2 separate regions of the Ovis aries genome follow, and region 1 is linked to region 2. The links are chromatin contacts, called in public Hi-C maps. All regions are on one chromosome and are shown on one strand. Each heading gives the region's core, a stretch centred on a gene start, on an enhancer-like site or on the middle of the called end of the contact. The rest is flanking DNA. Distances are from core to core; before and after follow the strand shown. Region 1 holds the start of NECAP1 (NECAP endocytosis associated 1). Region 2 holds the start of SLC2A3 (solute carrier family 2 member 3).

Evidence for each region. A called contact is a pair of places that touch in the nucleus more often than the background predicts.
Region 1: a Hi-C map of tail adipose tissue shows a contact between it and region 2, with 4 times the contacts expected there. The contact joins the promoter of NECAP1 here to the promoter of SLC2A3 in region 2. A contact is called at or near these places in 8 of 16 Hi-C or Micro-C datasets (blood, hypothalamus, liver and 3 more).

The regions. Positions count from the first base shown.
Region 1 is chr3:207,199,808-207,202,615 of ARS-UI_Ramb_v3.0, reverse strand. It overlaps NECAP1 (NECAP endocytosis associated 1), which reads right to left and starts at 1,402. Exons shown (of 8, transcript XM_004006895.5): 1 at 1,295-1,402. The coding sequence starts at 1,389.
Region 2 is chr3:207,059,476-207,062,337 of ARS-UI_Ramb_v3.0, reverse strand. It overlaps SLC2A3 (solute carrier family 2 member 3), which reads left to right and starts at 1,397. Exons shown (of 10, transcript NM_001009770.1): 1 at 1,397-1,526. The coding sequence starts at 1,512.

The DNA of each region.
Region 1 (2,808 bases), core at 153-2,652, 140 kb before region 2:
GCCAAAGGAAAAGAGGTCTCAGCTGACTCACAGGTATTAGGCCCCGTGACTATCATCAAAAAGCATGTAGAGTCTTATTCACAGTCAGCTGGGGTCTGATTGAAAGCCTGAAATTAGGATTACCTTTTAGGTAATCACAGGATCTAGTGCACAGGTCAGCAAGCACAGAGATACTGATTCAGGATGAACAAACCTCTGATAAGGAAGTACAACATAAGACACAGGGAGAGGGTAATTTTTAAGCCGAGGTAACAAATGACAAGAGGAAAATCATGCTGGTGATGTGAGTCAGAGAGAGAAATCAAAATACTGTATTTATCGACTGCTTTACTGTTTACTGAATTCTTTTTAGGAAATTCATTTTTAATTATTTTTACATTTATTATGATTTCATTTAACTCTCCAAAAACTTCTAAAGGTACATAGCTAGAGTAGGTTTTATTATCACCCCCTCCCCCATCCTCTTTTTTTTTTTTTCTATTTTACAGATGAGAAAACTTAGGCTTGGAGAGGCTAAAAGATTTGTATCAAATCACATAGCTGTTAAATTGCCAGGGCTCACACTCATATTTTTTAACAGGTAACCCAGTGAGTTGCAAGTTAATTCTTTGGACTGCATGTCCATAACTTTAGACAGCATCCTCAAGCCCTCATAGTCATTGGGTTACAAAATGGTTAGTTAGCCCTCCAGATAAAACGCTGTGTTAACTCTGAAAGTAAAAACTATATGAGAAGTTAAGAGGGAAGGAAGGCTTGAAAATACTATAATATCACCTATACTATAGTATATGGTGGATGGTGGTATTTGGTGGCAAGACTGAACGGCACAAAAGATAAACTATCTCATCCAGAGAGGGGCCTAAGACACAATAATCACCAACAAATGCGCACCAGGTATTGGAAATAGGGGGTGCGGGGGGTGGGAAGTAGGGATGGGACGATAAGGGTGACAACTTGAAGGACGCAGGCATGAGCGAAGGAAAGGTGACTGGCCAAGCCGCAGACACGACAGGAGGAGAATAATGGGGAGCAGATGGGTAACCCAGAGGGGTCCGGGGGGAGAGCGGTGGGAGGGTAGAGGATGGTAATTTTTTTTTTAAGAGCCGGAAACAAGGATGTCGGCAGTCCAGAGTGGGGAAACAGCAGGGGGAAAGGTGACAAAAACCCAGGTGGTCAGGCTAGCAAGGTAACAATCCAGAGGCGGCAATGGCACGGACGGGCGGCCTGCTACCTGGGAAACAAAGTGTCAAGCCCGACCGGGTGAGCGCGTGCCGCAGTGACTCGAAGTTAGTACCTGTAACCGCGGTTGGAGGCCCGAGGAGGAATCCGGTAGACGCTGACGTCAGGCTTCACACACAGTACAGACTCGTACTCCAACTCGGACGCCATCTTGGCTCTACTCGCAGGGCCGCGGGGGGCGGGGCGGCAGCGCGGGGGCGGGACGTAGAGCCGGGGACTTAACTTCTAAAACAACTTCCGTTTACGCACTTCCGCTGACGCCACTTCCTCGAGAGTTCGGCAGGCGTCCTGAGATTAACCGCCGTTGGCGCTGGTTGCGGAAGCCATGTTGAAACCTGGAAACGGTGAGGTTGCGGGAATCACCATTTTGGGTAATGGCAAGGATGCCTTCCAAGTGCGTGATTCACGTTAAGGATATCTCCATCCCCGAAAGGCGAGAAGGGAAAGCGCCATCTTGCTCTCGGGAGGTGCCAGCAGTGCTCTGGGAGAACGAGGACCATCTCGAAGCCTGGCGAATTTTTTTTCTTCCAAGAGTCACTTCTTAACCGTAGTTTCCAAGAGAAAAGAGGTATCCGCGGGTCCGTAATCCCAAATTGGATACCTGTGAAAAAGTTGGCTTAAAGCTCAACATTCAGAAAACTAATATCATGGCATCTGGTCTCATCACTTCATGGGAAATAGATGGGGAAACAGTGGAAACAGTGTCAGACTTCATTTTGGGGGGGGCTCCAAAATCACTGCAGATGATGACTGTAGCCATGAAATTAAAAGTCGCTTACTCCTTGGAAGGAAAGTTATGACCAACTAGATAGCATATTCAAAAATAGAGACATTACTTTGCCAACAAAGGTCCATCTAGTCAAGGCTACGGAGAAGGCAATGGCACCCTACTCCAGTACTCGCCTGGAAAATCCTATGGACGGAGGAGCCTGGTAGGCTGCAGTCCATGGGATCACGAAGAGTCGGATAGGACTGAGCGACTGCACTTTCGTGCATTGGAGAAGCAAATGGCAACCCACTCCAGTGTTCTTGCCTGGAGAATCCCAGGGACCGGGGAGCCTGGTGGGCTGCCGTCTGTGGGGTCGCACAGAGTCGGACACGACTGAAGCGGCTTAGCAGCAGCAGCAGCAGCAGCAGCAGCAGCAGCAGCAGTCAAGGCTATGGTTTTTCCAGTAGTCATGCATGGATGTGAGGACTGTGAAAGCTGAGCACCAAAGAACTGATGCTTTTGAACTGTGGTGTTGGAGAAGACTCTTGAGAGTCCCTTGGACTGCAAGGAGATCCAACCAGTCCATTCTAAAGATCAGTCCTGGGTGTTCTTTGGAAGGAATGATGCTACAGCTAAAACTCCAATACTTTGGGCACCTCATGCAAAGAGTTGACTCACTGGAAAAGACTCTGATGCTGGGAGGGATTTGAGGCAGGAGGAGAAGGGGACGACAGAGGATGAAATGGCTGAAATGGCTGAGCCCACTCACTCGATGGGCATGAGTTTGAGTGAAGTCCACGAGTTAGTGATGCACAGGGATGCCTGGCGTGCTGCAGTTCATGGGGTCGCAAAGAGTCGGA
Region 2 (2,862 bases), core at 148-2,647:
TGGTTTGTTTCAGGCCCCGTAGTGCCAGTTTGGATTCCAGGTGCCCAACCAAAACCCCAAAGGAAGATACACTATCAGCAGTGACTCCTCCAGCCAAATTCTACCTCTTCACCTGTTTCTGCCCCTCTTCCCCCGGCTGGGGTTGCTAGGCTACAGATTAATAGGCATTGGGAACTTGACTATTGATAATTTCCCACCATAAAGGCCTGACATAATTGCTCACCCAACTCTTTAACTACAACTAAACTGCCCCCCTTCCTTTACTCTCACATGGGAGTCACTTCACTGGCCTTTTATTTTCCTTCATCTTCCTCTGCTCTCATTTTCCTTCTATCTTTTTCCTCCTCATCTTGCTCACTTCTCTTGTATGGCTTGGAAATCAGATGTGTATCTCATGCTTTTCTCTCACAGCCTAGAAGGAATAGGATGTTGGCAGTTCTCTCCAGCTGTGTAAGAAGCAGTTGCCCTGGTCCCTCTTGAATGTTTGAAGTGGAAGAAGGGGAGCACCGTCGATTCCTGAGGGCCTGGATTTTTTGATCTTCTCTACTGATGAATCCCCAACTTCTTTCTGATACACAGTTTGTGCTCTGCAAATAAAATACCTGTTTAATGGAACCTTACAGCTGTTCTCTCTCTAGATGCTGTCAACATGGGACTAGGGGCAAAACACTGCAGAGTGGGTGGGATTCAGCTGGGTGGGAAGCTGGTGAACAACATTTTCAGGAGTGTGGATTGTGTCCCAGGCCAGCTGATTCTCTGCTTCCTGGAACCCAGGAAGAATTGGTTTGGCTCCTGGATATTCAGGTTTTCCCCCAGGAGAGACTATGCTAAGTCAGAGGGCAAGTGGAGCCAAAAGCTCTTCCAATTCTTCCTTCTTTGGCTTTCCTTCTCCAGACTGTCCTTCCCTCCCCTCCAAGATTGTAGACACAGCCTGCAATCAAAGAGCAGCTGATAAAGTCATAGGATTATGAATGTTTTCTGTTCACATCCAGCGACCTTTGCCGAATATGGATAGCCTTTATTCTCACCTTTTTACGGATTGATTCAATTCTGAGCCCTTGCGAGAGCAAAAAATAAAGTGTATCTGCCCTCCCTCCAGGGTTTTTCTGGTAGCATTTTGTCTGTGAAACGTGCTCTTAAAACGGGGAAGGAGGAGAAGCTTTAAAAAAAAAAAATGAAGTAGGGTGGGGGCAGGATGTGGTTTTCCAAAGCAGGCTTGAAGGGTGGGTTGGGGGGTGTTGCCTAGGGAGGGGGCAGTGTTTGAGGTCTACACTTACGAGGAGCTCCAAAGATTGGAGGCGGGTAGGGTGGGGCTGGGGGCTTGTCTCCCGGGCTCCGCCCTCTCCGAAGCTTATATAGGCGCATGAGATATAGGCTCCGCTACTGAGGACCTGGAGGAAAACTTGCCGCCGATAGAGGACATTTTGGAGGTTTTGCTGCCTGGAAGAGGGGTCTCTGGAGTCCCACTCCTAGATCTTTATCGAAGATTTGAAAAGAATTAAATTAGGGCCATGGGGACCACGAAGGTAAGAGCGATACGGTTACCGGTTATTTTTGCCGGCTTGGGTTGCACTCGGAAAGGCAAGCTATACCGGCGTTGGCTGAGCTCTGTTCCGCGGAGTCACCTAGCAATCTGGAAGCCTTTCCCATTGCTCTCCCAGCCTGCAGTGCCGCACTTACACAATTCTTTTCGGATGTCATGTCCTATGAAGGATTTATCCCAGTTCCATTCACCTTCTTGGTGTGGGAAAAGTCACCTGGAGAAGTTGTTTGTATTACACACATGGGTGTGTGTGTTTGTGTTTTCTTTAATACAATTACATGCTTTTGAGGATGTGAAGTTGAGCGTTCAGGGGATCGGGGGCGTATGGTGGTGTTGATGCTTTAGACCTTGAAAAGACCTGAGGTTTGTTTTGGGGGTGCCGGGTCGGTGTCCAGCCATCATCTGTTCTATGACTTGTGGGATTCCCTGAATTACCTAAGGAGAGAGAATTCCATGATTGTAACCGCACAGTATATTTATTATTGAGTGTTGTGGATGCGGTATTTGCTGGGAGAAGGGCATTTTCACTAAGGTAATTTATCTGAAAATAAAAGATGGGAGAAGGGATGAAAAAGTAGGAAGGCCCTCAGGAGTTAAATGATGAGAGAAAATAAGAGGTTTCTACTAAAAGGAGTGAATGAAATAGAAAGCGCTGCCCCCGCTGGCCTCGGGGGTACTTAGATGCCGGTGGAGGCAAGGTCAATTTGGGGAACTGTTAACTCGAGGCCTGCCACTGCCTGACTTGATAGGGAAGGAGTTTAAGATGAGAAAGGGTTGGCGGGGGCGGGGAGCTCTCAGGCATAAAAACTGAGCTCTCTTGGGGTGGAAATTAAGATCACACCTACTAGAATTATCCCCGACAAGGTGAGTGATGACTGGGTTGGTTTCAGCACAGCCCCCTCACAAAATGTCTCCATTTTGGATTGGGAGTCAGCTTGTTCTCGCCCCCTGGTGGGTGGGTGGGGGATAGCAGTACCTCTTTAAGGGAACGGGAAGAATTTCAGATGGGACCAAGGAAGGGTACGGTGGTACGGCGGGCGGATCCTGCACATTCTGGGACCCAGAGTTGCGAGCAGCCTGGTGATGACGACACATCAGTACCACTCGTGCTTTTGTGGAATTTGGGGTACGGGTGAGCCTACACTGGCTCTAGCTGGTCGCGGAATAATCTGTTCTAAGAACAATCCTAAGGCTTTGCTGTCTGCCCTCAGTTTTTTCTATCCCTGAGCACAATTCTGTGCTTGCCTGGGGATTTATTTACCTGGGGCTGCTGTTTGAATACTGACAAACGGACTAACCCAGTTCTCCTAACTTGTCCC